Linked DNA regions of Mus musculus: regions 1, 2, 4 and 5 are each linked to region 3. A link is a contact called in public ChIA-PET, Micro-C and promoter capture Hi-C data. All regions are on one chromosome and are shown on one strand. The core of a region is the stretch at or near the end of the contact, and the rest is flanking DNA. Distances in the headings are between cores, read along the strand shown.

Region 1 (2,700 bases), core at 93-2,592, 560 kb before region 3:
CAAACCCGGGAGGTCTCCACCCTCCCTTCATCTCCCCGCCCCTCTTCATTCTTCAGAGCAGCCTCGCCTCGCGCCACCTGCGCGAAGCTTCAGACCCGCCTCCCACCCAATTGTCAGCCCTTCCCAAACCACAGCCTCCTCCTCCAGATTCGATCACCTGTCCCCACCCATCTCCCCCTTTCTGCTCAAATCCAGGCCTCCACGCCCGTTTGTTCCAGCCATCTCCCCAGGCCCGGGGCATCGATATCCCTCACCCACCAAGATAGATGCTGCGTGGCAGACTAGGCGACATGGCTCCAGCGGAGGGACCTAGCGCCGCGCCGCCAGGGGCTGGGCAGATGCAAGAGGCCTTTGTGGTTTCGGCAGGTGCCTCTAGGGCCTCTGCTCTGCTCAGGGAACAGAGGATACAAACGATGGGGTTAGGACCACGTTAGGCAGATATCAGACCAGAGGCGCAGTTGGTGGGAACTAGGGACCGCGGCGATCCAGGGACGTACAAGAGGACAGGTCCGGCCACCACAGAAACACTCCCCTACACCCCACCTTTTAGCCATTTACTGCACGTCGACCAGCTACGGCTGCGCGACTACTGGGTGCTAGGCGTGAATCCCTTCAACTTAGCTGCCTCCTTATTCTAGCTATTTGTAAATCTTTCCAGCACACATTAATGCCTTAGGCGTCGCAAGTCACCAAGCCGAGTTCTGTGGGACTACAAAGACCCAGACTTGCGCCCCACCTTAGTCCGGATCTGCCTGAATCCTCAACATCTCTTTCATCGGCTGGAGGAGCCTAGGCGCAACCCAATTCCCTCCCTTTTGTGAGCCTCAGGGAGAAACTGAAAGAGGGGTGGATGTTGCAGCCCGGAAAGATCAAGCCCACCACCCTCCCCTTGCCATCACCCACTGCTCCAGGATGATGCGATTGTGCGGGTCCGTCGGTCGGTCTCTGGGTCTCGCCGCGGCGCGGTAGCTGCGGTTGCACGGGGCGGGAGCGGCTGCTAGCGCGCTCTCTCGGTGGCTGCCTTGCGCGCCTGGAGCGGAGTCCCGAGTGGCGAGCGGGGGTGGGGACGAGGGTGGGGGCGGGGAGCCGCCTGGGCCAATCACGGATCCGAGGGCTCCGCCCCAAGTGCTCGCCACCTCGAGCTAGCAGGTTAGGCGGAGGCGGGACCAGTAGCGCCCCGCGTCCTCCGCGTTGCCGCCGCCTTTGGGACTACAAATCCCGACAGTCCCTTTTGCAGGCCCCGGGTCCGAGAAGGGACAGAGGGCATGGCCCCAGGACCTCGACAACCCCCAGCCATCTAAGCGCCATTCTCAGCGTTCCTTTCTGGTCCCATGGTAACTAGCGACACTTCACAAAGCCCAGGCGCTGGGGCGGTATGGCTCGAGTCCCCTGGGAGGGTATAGGGCGTCTCCGGAGGACACATCGCCTCCCCTCCTCCTGCAAGACCCCACCCGAGGGGCTGAAACAATGCGGTGGCGGGGTCTCTCCGAGGCTGCGGGTTCCCAGTTGCGCCATCGGATTAGCGTCCTACCGAGTCTGAGACTGATGGGATTGCAGACTGTAGAGGGCGAGGTGGTCAGTACAGGAACACTGTTCTCATAGACCAAGGGAACGGCCACTCTGGGCGCCTCACTTCGCACCTTCTTTCTCTTGAGGTATTGAAGCCACCGTCTTTTCCAGAGCAGCGCTTGGACGTCGATGTCCAGCGCCCAGGTCCTATCCTATTTTTGACATCTCCTTTAAAAGAAAGTGTGTGTGTGTGTGTGTGTGTGTGTGTGTGTGTGTGTGTTTTAAACTCATTTCACATCAGCACCACCATCTTTATTTCCGGGTTGCTGTTGTTTTGACGGTTTTATTAGGTAGCCCCCTGCTAGCCTAGAATTTGAATTGAACCTCCTGCCTCTGCCTTCCGAATAGTGGGATTACAGATGTTCACCGCCACACCTTGTCCAGTTTCACCATTTTAGTACACAGTTGACTTAACCACAAACGATCCTGTAAATGGAGCGAGACAGTTCTTTTTCCTTAACTAATTTATGGCTCAGGCCTTTCCCTGAGCTCCGTGTTAGTCTGTCATTATTGTGACAGCTTAAATATAGCTTCAGAACTTGAATCTCTTCACTTGATGTCACCCCAATGGTGTTGCAAACCCGTGTGGAAATGCAGCATTAATACTGCCCCCGCCCCTGGATTCCTGGGGATCTACAACTGCTGTTGAAGAAGTTGGTTCTTTCCAGGGCTTCCCTCAGTTCCGGGGGTGGAGACGGGGGTGTGAGTCCCTTGGCTGCTTTCCTGAAGTGCTTTTCTCTAAGGCTATTTTCAAAGAAAATCGTACTTTATAACTTCGGGTGGAGGGAGCAGGATCCTCTGAATTTTAACAAAATGTACAGCCTGCACGTTAAGCTCCAGTCCTCCAAATGTGGGTCCCACTGGGTCATGTGCTCTGTGATCCACTCCTGGATGCGTTTAGGGCCACACAGGCGTGCCCCTAGGGGGTGCGGGGTTACTACATTTGGTCTCCAATTCTTTTTTTTTTTTTTTTTTTTTTTTTTTTTTTTTTTTTTTTTTGGCTTTTCGAGACAGGGTTTCTCTGTGTAGCTCTGGAACTCACTCTGTAGTCCAGGCTGGCCTCGAACTCAGAAATCCGCCTGCCTCTGCCTCCTAAGGGCTGAGATTAAAGGCGTGTGCCACCACCGCTTG
Region 2 (2,700 bases), core at 163-2,662, 1.0 Mb before region 3:
ATCTCGGCTGGGATGTAGCTCAATGGAAGAGCATGGACTTAGTGTGTGTGCAAGATCCTGGGCTCACTTCCCTCCTGGTATCTTCTCCCCTCCAGAAACTCCCAGGTCAAACCTCACTAAGGGACTTTTATATTTCTCTAGTGGGAGAGAAGGGAGGATAGATAAATGATATTAAGCATTTTCTCGGTTTGGGGTGCTTTTCATATACCCCTGAGCTCCATGGGGTAGGTACTATTTTATGTAATGACAATTAGGTTCTGAGAGGTTAAGCAATCTGAATAAGGCTTGAATCCATATCGCTTAAAAACACCTTCCAATCTTGCACATTTGGACTCCCTTATTATGTCTACTAGTGAAATTCTTTTAGCATGTTCTGTACACAAGAATCTAATTCCCCTGAATTCTTACTCTCTCTAATAGAATCCATCCTTCATTAATCATACAGGAACTGACTAACTGAGCTGGGGGTGGACAGACATCAAATAAGTTGACCTTTTTCAAGGCTTGGAGACGTATACATCTTTACCTACCTCAGGAAGGGATTTGCAGGGAGTTGGGTGTTAAAACTAGAGGGAGATTAAGATTCCTAAAATGTTTTTTTTTTTTTAAATATAGTTTTATGCCTCTTTGCTTAACATGACTAGAAGCCGGGTGTGGTGGCGCACTCCTTTAATCCCAGCACTTGGGAGGCTAAGGCAGGTGGATTTCTGAGTTGGAGGCCAGCCTGGTCTACAGAGTGTGTTCCAAGACAGCCAGGGCTACACAGAGAAACCTTGTCTTGGAAAAACAACAAACAAAGCATGACTCTAGAAACCCATAAAGCAAAACAAACCCTCCATTGAGTTGCCTCTTGTACAGCCCTAGAATTCAAGGAGCCCTGATTGCAAGACAGGGTCATTTTACAAAATTCATGACCAAACTTAAGACAGCTAGCACGGGCGTTCTCAGGTTCTGCTAAGCCAGTGGTTCTGAAAGTTGACTGCTTGTCCAGAAAGATTTTTCAGACAAAACTTAAAAATTTGGTATAAAGAACAAGGAAAAAAAATAGAACAAGTCTGAGTTCTGCTCACTTGGGAGCTTGGGTATACCTGCACTACTTCAGCATTCAAGTTTCCAAACTGAGAAGGGCGTCTAGACCTGACTACCTCCGGGAGACTGACAGTCTGGCCTGATAGTCTGGGGAGAACGAGGGTGGGGGGTGGGGGCAGCCGAGTTACAGGGAAGCACAGACTGTCCTACACCGATGTTTGGTGCAGTCCACGAGAAGGGGGCTGCCCACTCCCCTTAAGTGGTCGGCTGAGCCGCCTCGCAAGGGGTATCAAAGGCCCCACCCACCTGCATTCCTCCTGGACTGCTTGTGTCCAAACAACAGCCCGGCCCGCAGGCAGACGGAAGAGGCGGTGCTCGATACGGAAGTCCCTGGACCAGCTTCGGTCACGTGAGAGAAGGTTCTGCGCAGAGCTGGCACTCAGGTGAGCGGAGGTTCTTGGCATTCAGAGACTTGAAGCACTGTGGGTTGAGAGTTCTTGCAGGTCATGTGACCTTACAGATCCAGGTCTTGGTTTATTTCTGGTGTGTAGTTACTCTTATAAAGGAGATTCCAACTGAATCTGGGGACCTATCGTGTTTACTTGGGGGATGGAACCCAGACTCTGGATGGAAGCCAGAGTAAGTCTAATTTCATGAGTGTCTTAATCAGGACTGGATGCCTTGCTTCAGGACCAGGACCAGGTTACTCAAAACTGCTTCCTTTCCAGATGAATAGTGACCACAAGGCAGGGGCACGGCCCAGTAAGCAAGCTTTCTGAGGCCTCTGTCACTTGCAGAGTTTGGAAGTAAGGAGAGTGAGCATAAGGAAATGGCAGGCATGTTCTTTACTGTGAGGGGCAATGGGAGTGACTTATCCTCTTGGTTTGACAGGGAGCATGGCACTCTGGCGAGCATACCAGAGAGCCCTGGCAGCACATCCGTGGAAAGTCCAGGTTCTGACAGCTGGTGAGTGTCACTCTGGGACCAGAGTATAATTAGAGCAGCTGATTTGAGGTGGAGGAGGAGGCCCATATCACGACACCACCTACCTCCTCCAGTTTAGCCCCCCCCCCCCGGAAGTGTTTCCCTTCTCCTGAACTATTATGTCTGTTTTGGAGGGTGAGCTGTTTCTGAGACCCATGCTGGAGGGGAGACGAAATAGAGACGTGGCTCAGAGGTTAACAGCGCATACTGCTCTGTAGAGGATTCTACACTATGTCATGTAGCTCAGAGCCACCTGTAGCACCAGCTCCAGAGAGCTCTGTCACCTCCAACCACTTGGGGCATCTGCACTCACTTGCACAAACACACACAGTTTAAAATGATAACAATAAATCTAAAAGAGAGAGATGCACAGTCTGTCGAGCAAGACTTAAAGTCCTCAAGAAATTAGGTGATAGTTTCTGTTTTTGTTTTTCAAGGCAGGACTTCTCTGTATGGTCCTGGCTGTCATGAAAATCTGTGTGCCAGGGTGGCCTTCAACTTAGAGATCCACCTGTCTCTCCTTCCTAAGTGCTGGGATTAAAGGGATGTGCCACCACTGCCTAGCCTAAGTAGTCCATTCTTAAAAAGCATTGCCCCCAAGAGACCCCACCTTGGGAAATTAAATGCTTTCCTCTTATACTTTATAGTGTGCTGAGCACATTGTCTCCATGCATAGGCGCCTCCAAA
Region 3 (2,700 bases), core at 154-2,653:
AAAAGTGTTTTTCTTTCACATGATTTCTTGTTTTTTGGGGTCGTTCCCCCTCCCTCCACCCCCCACCCCCCAATTTTGAAGGGCTAACTGTGAAGCCAGGGCCCATATGAACAAGATCTCTACCAGCTCTGGTTTTTACACCTTCAAAGAGTTGCAACGTGTATGTGTGTGAATGGTTCCGTTTTTGTCAGTTCCATCTCTAGTTTAGGAAAAATGATAAAAAGCTGCAGGCAACACAAAACAAGTATGTAACAGAGCACAGGGTGGGCTCACAAAACAAACTATTTTCTGTGTGGCTCTTTACAAAAAAAGGATATGAAATAGGTGTAGTGGAAGGCGTGGTATGGGAAAAGGGTTCCTTTTTTGCAATTTACTCCGAAGTGGTCATTTAGTACCAGCTTAAAGTGTTCTTGGTGGTGGAAGACTTAGTTTGACTAGAGCTTTAAAACAGGACGCTCCTTTCTTTCTAGAATCATTTTAGCCATTTCTTTCCTGTGTGGCAGAATAATCAATTAACTAGCAAGTGCCACTTCTGTTTGAATCCTGGCTTGCCACAGAGAAGGTATTATAATCTTTCTGAGCCTGTCAAGTCACCGAAAGTGCAAATGAAACGTGGGGTTTGTGCGTATTAAACAAAATGGTGCACACACCGGAAGCTGACTTTACTTTCTTTTGAAAACAATCAGTTTATTTCAGGGCTCATCTTTCCAGCACCAAAACAAACAACTCACACCCTGGCGCCCAGAAGAGCTGAACTCTCAATTAAAAGTAGACTTAGGTTCTAGACTAATTCTACCACCTGTGGCGCAGTCTCAGTCACTAGCTACGGCTACTTCACAGAAAAAAGAGTGAGGGGTGGCAGGTTTGCCCAGATGTTTGCTGGGTTAGAAAATGTCCGTGAACCCTGGATCACCAAGCAGACTGGAGGACTGTCTTGGCTGCTTTCACCCCCGAGACCCGCACTTAACGACGCGTTCTCAATCTCTACAGCCGCCAGACTGCCTAGACAGGTCAACAACAGGGGAAACGACACCGCTCTGACACAGCCCAGCGTTTCACACACACGCAATCCATTCGTAAACCTGAAGTGACAAATGCAGACAGAAGACACCGCTGCCGCGAGCTACGCGAGAACGCGACCACCGCCCGCCCTGAGGCGGTTCGCACTGGAGGCCTGGACCAGCCTGTCCCGCTCTTGGGACTTCGACCCTCACAGCAAAGGGAAGCGGCCGCGGGCATCGACGAGAAGAGTCGGGAGCAAAGTGGCACCTGCCTGTGGGGAAATCAGAAGAAAACCGAGAAGCGCGCTGCCGCACCTTAGAGTCCGCGAAAACTGCCGCTGCCAACAAGGTCAAGTCCAGACTGACAAACGTCCGCCCACGCCGAGGGGCGGCTCCCGCTCCGCAAGGACCCCCTCTCGCCCCGCCCGCCATCACCGCGGCATTTACGGGCTGCCCGCTGAACGCCTGAGCAGAAAGTCAGACACTCCGCCCTCTCCTCGGAGGTCCTTAGTCTCACCTTCAGAGAAATCATCCTTTCGGCTCGCTTAGTTGAGAGCAAGAGGTAGGGCGACAGGACGGGTGGCAACTCAGAGTCTGCGTTTTAGTAAGGCGGCACTTAGGACACCCTGCCGGACAGGCTCAGAAAAGAAAAGCCCTCGGCTCCATTGCCCCCCACTAGAAGAGCTTTCGTCCTCTTCTGCTCAAGATGGTGGCGTCCCGGGCGATTGGCAGTCTCAGTCGCTTCTCTGCCTTCAGGATCCTACGCTCCAGAGGTGAGCCTGGAGAGGGCTCGGGAGAGTCTCGGAGTGCCTTCAGGAACTGGGGCGGCGGGGAGCAGCGTTTGCCTCTCACTGTCTGCCTCCCACCCCTTTCCCGGGACCCGTGGAAATGGGGCTACTGTTCCGAGACCCTATTTCCTGTGTCCTTGTAAAGGAACTGTCACACCCTCTCTCGCCCTGCTCCGGCAGTGTCAGGCTCTCCCCTAACTTTCCTGAGTCTTTTCCACTTAGTCTGGCAGTTTGCGCAGGTCTCTGCTGTAGCCCTGAGCTCACGCCCCTCTTGTCTCCCTTAATGTTTGTCTTGGCCCTGACACCGCTAAGTTCGGAGGACTAAGTAAGACCTGTCACATTTTTGAGGCTCTACTACATGTTAGTCGCCATAAGAGATATCTATCAGCCTTCTCGGTGACATTGACTACTAGCCTTACAGATCAATGCCACTCCTTGATCTTTTCCGTCAAAACCATTTTTCCCCCCCAGAGAACTCAGCTCTCCCACTTCAGTAATCTTAGTTTGAATGTATAGAAGGTTGAAACTGGAGGTTCTCCGACTTAGGCAAAGAAATTTTGATGAGGAAAAAAATTTTTGATCACTTAGAAACTATTTCTAATCTCATTTCTGTCGATTCCCAGTCAGGCTCCAGGAACTGCATTCCTTTTCAAGCTGGCAGTGAAAGGGTTAAAGGGGTGTTGTTAGAAAACAGCCTTTTCCCAGACATCCCAAATCTGTAAGGGCAAATGTAACTTCATTGTGTATCATACTTGATACTAGTTACTTCCCAGACTTTAGTTTGTAACGTGAATTCACTTTAATTTTCCTCACAAAAAAAAAGGGATGCGTGTAGAATTTACTTCTCTTACCCTCCCCTGGCATTTAATTGATTGAATCTTTTTCTACTTTTTTAAAAACCTCCATAGATC
Region 4 (2,728 bases), core at 152-2,651, 730 kb before region 3:
ACACGTTGAACTCGTAGTCAGGGGAAGCAGCAGACCCACTAGCGGGGGCTGTTGCCACCCCTCCTACGCCTTCCCCATCACTAGACACAGTCTCCACCTTTTCCACATGGGCTAGGTTCCCTGAATCAAAGCGAGAACTGAACAGCAATCCCCCACAGCGCAGCTCCATGGTGGGGCTGGGAAAGCATCCTCTTGCCCCACACAGGCCCTGAGAGCTGGGGGGAAAAAAAATCAAAGTTGGGATAGGGAGGAAGGGCAGAAAATGAAACAATGTGTTTGGTATGTCTGGATAAATGAGAAATGTCTTTTCTACTCTATGAAGCAAAACGCTCTTATTCATAGAAAACCTGGAAGTAGCCTTTCAGTAAGATCAAGAGAAAGCACAACTCTGTCCCTGGACACCCAAGGAGTATGAGCGACCTAAAAACACCCTATTTTACTACATCACCACCGTTCCCCAATCGAATGCTCACTAGCTTCCTTAGTTGAGTTGGAAAACGCTAGATTCTCAAGCTTTTTAACAACCTAAGAGGCAGAGACTCGAGGTCGGGTGGTTGCCACTGACTCTATGAGGGAGAGGCCATATTAAAATTTCCTATATTGGCTTTGTACTGGACAGCCCGGAGCAAGAAGAACCAAGTTTCTAAGTGTAAATGGTAGCTTCCTTTCTTTACCTCTTTTGTCTTCACAAGCACCGACTGTAATTATACTCGTTTCTCGGAGACCTTGAAGAGCGTTGCTACCACCCCCTTCCTCTACTACGCCTATTATGAAAACGTAGCCTATGCCCGGCCAAAGCCACTTGCTCACCTGCCCTGAACCTCAGTTCCAATTAGGGTCTGTTTCCATCCTCCCGCCCTGTAGACACGAGCCCGTGCAAAAGCTACCCTCGAAGGTGTGGGTAACGGGCGTCCTAAGCACCCCTAGGAAGGCTGGGCCAGTAGAGTCCCGCTTGGAAGCAGCAGGCAGCTCCTCGATTCGCGAGGACCCTCGCGCTGCCTGGCTTGTCCAGGGCAGGGTGGGGTTTGGAAGCGTGGGAGGGGTCGAGACAGGTACACTGGCGGACAGGAAGGCGGGTCCTAGGGGTCAGAGGTGAGGCCACAGGAGCAGAGGGAGTCAACCAAAGGCGGGGTCGGCGGGCCGGCCGCGGCAGGCCGGGGGGCGGGGTGGCATTCGACGGGGGCTCCGGCAGAGCGGGCTGAGAAGGGGGCGGGGCCTGCCGGCGGGGCCGCAGTCCACGCGAAGCCCCTCACCTCTCTCCGGGCCGCTGCTCCCGCTCCCTCTCCCGCTAGCGAGGCGGCACCTCGGGCCCCGGCACCCGGGCCCTCCACCCGGGACCCACACAAAACCAGAGAGCCGCGGTGCCGGGACCCCACTCTGCCAGGAAACAAGAAGTCTCTTGCCTATTGGCCGCAGCTGCAGCTGGCTACCCGCCCAGTAAAGCGCACTGCCATTGGTCGCCACGCAGGGTTCCGTGCACGTTGGCAGGTACCTGTGAGGGGGCCGTTTGGGGGCTTCCGCGGGCCACCGCCGTGTGCGGCTCACTAGGCGTCTTCTCTGTAGGCGGTTAACGGCCCGCCTCCCCGAGGCGGGAAAGACAGAGCAGTGAGCAGGAAACAGGAAAAGACTTACCTGTGAATAAGAAAATAGCATGTGAAGCCGATCTTTGTTTACCGTGCTCCTAGCTCTACTGTGTAACGAAACGTGGACACAACAGATCATGAGCCTGATGGTGTGTAAAAGGAAGTGGAGGATGCGGGCATCGATCCCGCTACCTCTCGCATGCTAAGCGAGCGCTCTACCATTTGAGCTAATCCCCCAGCTGTAGTGCTGTACCTTCCTGTAACCTTTACAAGGTTTCCTGAGACTCAGTTTTCTAATGTAGTTCACAATATAAAGTAGGATGGAGCCCTCAGCAAGATTTTGAAACAGAGCCATGTAATACATACATAAGCAATAAGGACTTTTCTTGAAGTACATGTCACTATAGCTTTAACACCTAATATGCGAACAAGGTACGTTGTACTTCGACTACTTAACTGCTATATGTACTCAAGGGGTTTTCAACGTAGCCAGGAAAATACACTGCCTATCCTCAAGTAAGCGTTTCCCCCACGGAGCAATTGACCTAGGGTGTAGGTAAACTAAAAGTAGTGCACGAAGTCCTTCGAGCCGGAATCGAACCAGCGACCTAAGGATTACCATATTGTACTGACTACAGTCCTCCGCTCTACCAACTGAGCTATCGAAGGCCCCGCTGCGTCGGGCTGCTGCAGTTTTCCCTCTAATGCTTACCAAGATTTTTTTTTTTTCCCTAATGTGTTTCTGCGTAAACTAAAGGATCCCGGGCCAGAAGAAAGGCGGGCTTGCAGGCTCGCACCCTGCGGCAGGAGCTCGCCGTGAGCCGGATTGAGGCTAAAGCTGGGGCGGCCTTCCTCTCGCTAAGCAGACATTAGTTTCGGTGTTTGGGACTACGAATGCTGCTTCTGCTCCAGGTTTCCTTTGGTTTTCGGCGTGATGAAAGTATATAAAGCATGTTGTTCTGATGATGCGAAAGACATTCGCTCCGTCAGCTGAAGTGTCGGGGTCCATTCACCGAGACCCAGGCCAGAAGGGAAGACCGAGCCACGGGAGCGAGGGACCCCTATGCCCTGGACGCTGGGATGCAGCGGCGGCCCGGACTCCTACTCTCCGAGCCCACTGGCTGGGTGCAGTCCCAGGTCCTGCC
Region 5 (2,700 bases), core at 103-2,602, 810 kb before region 3:
GTTTGCCTAGTCATTTTTCATTCACACAGTGAGAAGTTCTGCTTCTTAGGACATCTCTGAAACCAAATATGGAGTGTTTTCAGACACATCTCCAATTCTAAGACACCAACTAGGTATCTGTCCAACAATGGAACGAAATTTCTAACACCACCCACCCACAGGTGTTCACACTGGATAGATCCCATAAATCAAAGGGACTGATCCTAAAGGATCGTTTCCAGTGTCTCCAGCTTTGAGTCCTGACCATCTATCTGTACTTCTAAATAACAGGCTGGGAAGCAGAAGTCCCTGTGACTTCCTCTGTCAGTCTGGTAAGTTGTCAGAACAGCACACAGAGCTCACTTCCATCTTCCTTAGGATTTCTCTTCTAGCATAAAGAATAGAACTCAGAATTAGCAGAAGGGAAGAGATGTGTAGGGCAAGGTACATGGAGGATAAAGGGTGAAGAATGCAGTACTTCCTTGCCCTCTCTGGGCACACCATCCATCCATCCAGCACCTACATGAGACCACCAACCCAGGAGCTCATTGATCCCTATTGTCTAGGGTTGTTTTAAAAACAAATATTTCATCATATGGGCACATACTGGCCACTGGTGACTGAATTCAGTGTCAAGTTCCTCTCTCCTCCCTGAAGGCTAGTAAATGGGCCTAAAATTGGCTTCTTCTAATCACGTGGTTTGTTCAGCTGCATATGGGTCCAAAAGACACCATGGTAGTATAAATTCATGTATGGTTGACTGGGGCTCATTATGAATCGCAAAAGACATCAAATACTAAAATATAAACCATATTCAAATAATGGTCCTTACATCTCTATAATGTGAACATGTTCCAAAAACACTTAAATAGTAGGGTAACCAAATAGCCCGGTTTATCTGGGATTTTGTGGGTTTTTGTGCCTAGTCTCAAGTCTTGCCAGTCCCATGAGTTCGATGTTCCAGAAGTGGATGTCAAGCCATAAGAAAGAGTCCAATCAACCGCGGAGGATGCTCTCAAAGTGGGGACTGATTTCTTCATATTAGGATATTAGGAAGCAGTGAATCTGTTTTGGAGTGTCTGTCCTCCACACAACCCGGGAGAACCCATTTCCTCCCTGGAGTAACACACAAAGGCCCGGCTTGTACGAGTCTGCTGTGTATCTCTCCTGAAGTGGGGACTGTCCCAGTCCGAGAACTTTTTAATTCGATTTACTGATCTTCAGTAATCTCTTCTAGCCCCACCTCCCACGCCCCACACAAAGATGGCAGCTTCATCGTCATTCGGGGCTAGGACCCGGATCCGACGCCAGGGTTCCGTGACAGCGCGTCCCGCTAGTGCTGACGCGGATTGGCGTCTTGCGCTTGCGCAGAGAGAGCCCAGGAGCTCGGCGCGTGCGCACTGAACGCCTGCAAGACCCAGTCGGCCGCGCGGGCGCAGATCGGCTGCTTGCGGTGGTTTGAGTGGTGGCAAGTCCAGTGCTGAGAGGGGTCGGCAGTCTTCCGGAAAACTCTAGCGCCAAGTTCCTGAGCTTTCGGAGGCGAGGCGCGGCATGTCGTGGGTTCCGCGGGGTTGGCGGTGAACGTGCGGGCGGGATGGGTCGGCGCCGGGGTGTGGAGCTGTACCGGGCCCCGTTCCCGTTGTACGCGCTTCGGATAGACCCCAAGACTGGGCTGCTCATCGCTGCGGGCGGAGGAGGAGCTGCCAAGACCGGCATAAAGAATGGCGTGGTGAGAACGCAGGGCCACTGAGAACAGGTTATACCGTGGCCCAGGGAGATTCCAGGGTGGCCGGGGGATGCAGAGGTGAGCAGTACCCCTGATTTAGTCCCTACCCATTTCTAGCGGGAGCACCCAGGATTGCCGTTCGGGTGCTGGTTTCACCTGAGCAGAGTGGTTGAGACAGCCAAAATTAGACTGAAAGCTGTGCAGGTCTGCGAATCCAGGACTGTCCACGCCGGATTACGAGAGCTGGTCCAGGGCTCATACGCTGGCCTTTTCCAGGAAGGCACATTGTCTTGTCCATCTTCAAGCAGCTGGAGACGGAATTCTTTTCTTTCTGTAAACTGGACCTAGTAATCTAAACCCTGCTTGCTGTATGAATTAAGAAGCTCCAGTAAGAGAATACAGCTCTAAGCAACAGCAACAACAACCAAAGAAACAAAAAAACAAAAAAAAACAAAAAATAAGAGCTGGAGGTGCGGGAAGCAAAAGTACAACTGAGAGAGACTAGGATTTAATGTGACTTCCGGGCTGGCCTGACCTTTGCCCACTTTGGTTCCCTCACAGCATTTTCTGCAGCTAGAGCTGATCAACGGGTGCCTGAGCGCTTCCTTGCTGCACTCTCATGACACGGAGACACGGGCCACCATGAATTTGGCGCTTGCTGGTGACATTCTTGCTGCCGGACAGGATGCCCAGTGTCAGCTTCTTCGTTTCCAGGTCCATCAACAGAAGGGCAGTAAAGCGGAGAAGTCAGGTGAAGAGCTTTGGAAAAAGTCGCTCTAATTCTTGGTCTCCAAAAACGAGAGATTAGGTGTGGGGCAGTGGTCACATTGAAGTCTGTACTTGGGTCACTAGAGGACTGGTGTTAGTTAATACAGATGCTCAGGTCCATCTGAGGGAGGTGGTGCACAGCTGTAGTCTCAGAGCTTAGGAGTGGAGGCAAGAGGATATTTAAGGCTAGCCTGGGGTGCCTAGCAAATCCCTGTCTTAAAAAACAA

The links. A called contact is a pair of places that touch in the nucleus more often than the background predicts. ChIA-PET counts read pairs in DNA pulled down with a chosen protein or histone mark. Capture Hi-C pulls out chosen DNA fragments and counts their contacts.
Region 1: a Micro-C map of embryonic stem cells shows a contact between it and region 3, with 6 times the contacts expected there. The contact joins the promoter of Dpysl5 here to the promoter of Hadhb in region 3. A contact is called at or near these places in 3 of 39 promoter capture datasets (embryonic stem cells, frontonasal cranial neural crest and neural stem cells), 2 of 484 Hi-C or Micro-C datasets (both in embryonic stem cells) and 2 of 115 datasets of contacts at active chromatin or transcription factors (embryonic stem cells and extraembryonic endoderm stem cells).
Region 2: a promoter capture Hi-C map of pancreatic islet shows a contact between it and region 3. The contact joins the promoter of Mpv17 here to the promoter of Hadhb in region 3. A contact is called at or near these places in 2 of 39 promoter capture datasets (hippocampal neurons and pre-B cells) and 2 of 9 other capture datasets (liver and pancreatic islet).
Region 4: a contact with region 3 is called in an RNA polymerase II ChIA-PET map of memory CD8 T cells, with 15 read pairs. The contact joins the promoter of Agbl5 here to the promoter of Hadhb in region 3. A contact is called at or near these places in 4 of 39 promoter capture datasets (cranial neural crest, liver and pre-B cells) and 3 of 115 datasets of contacts at active chromatin or transcription factors (embryonic stem cells, memory CD8 T cells and pancreatic cancer cells).
Region 5: a promoter capture Hi-C map of adipose tissue shows a contact between it and region 3. The contact joins the promoter of Preb here to the promoter of Hadhb in region 3. A contact is called at or near these places in 1 of 39 promoter capture datasets (pre-B cells), 1 of 484 Hi-C or Micro-C datasets (erythroblasts), 1 of 115 datasets of contacts at active chromatin or transcription factors (bone marrow-derived macrophages) and 3 of 9 other capture datasets (adipose tissue, embryonic stem cells and pancreatic islet).

Annotation. Positions count from the first base shown.
Region 1 is chr5:30,710,206-30,712,905 of GRCm38.p6, reverse strand. Dpysl5 (dihydropyrimidinase-like 5) reads right to left here and starts at 1,342. Exons shown (of 13, transcript NM_001356948.1): 1 at 904-1,342.
Region 2 is chr5:31,152,963-31,155,662 of GRCm38.p6, reverse strand. Mpv17 (MpV17 mitochondrial inner membrane protein) reads left to right here and starts at 1,412. Exons shown (of 8, transcript NM_008622.6): 1 at 1,412-1,472; 2 at 1,921-1,995. The coding sequence starts at 1,926.
Region 3 is chr5:30,153,956-30,156,655 of GRCm38.p6, reverse strand. It overlaps Hadhb (hydroxyacyl-CoA dehydrogenase trifunctional multienzyme complex subunit beta), which reads right to left and starts at 1,403. Exons shown (of 16, transcript NM_145558.2): 1 at 1,317-1,403. Hadha (hydroxyacyl-CoA dehydrogenase trifunctional multienzyme complex subunit alpha) reads left to right here and starts at 1,676. Exons shown (of 20, transcript NM_178878.3): 1 at 1,676-1,774. The coding sequence starts at 1,708.
Region 4 is chr5:30,887,607-30,890,334 of GRCm38.p6, reverse strand. It overlaps Agbl5 (ATP/GTP binding protein-like 5), which reads right to left and starts at 1,401. Exons shown (of 16, transcript NM_001374737.1): 1 at 811-1,401; 2 at 1-215. The coding sequence starts at 169. It overlaps Gm35795 (a long non-coding RNA gene), which reads left to right and starts at 1,380. Exons shown (of 2, transcript XR_376844.2): 1 at 1,380-1,488; 2 at 2,341-2,728. n-TYgta9 (a tRNA gene) reads right to left here and starts at 2,252; the gene lies at 2,164-2,252. n-TAagc15 (a tRNA gene) reads right to left here and starts at 1,820; the gene lies at 1,748-1,820.
Region 5 is chr5:30,958,979-30,961,678 of GRCm38.p6, reverse strand. Preb (prolactin regulatory element binding) reads left to right here and starts at 1,352. Exons shown (of 9, transcript NM_016703.3): 1 at 1,352-1,708; 2 at 2,267-2,456. The coding sequence starts at 1,574.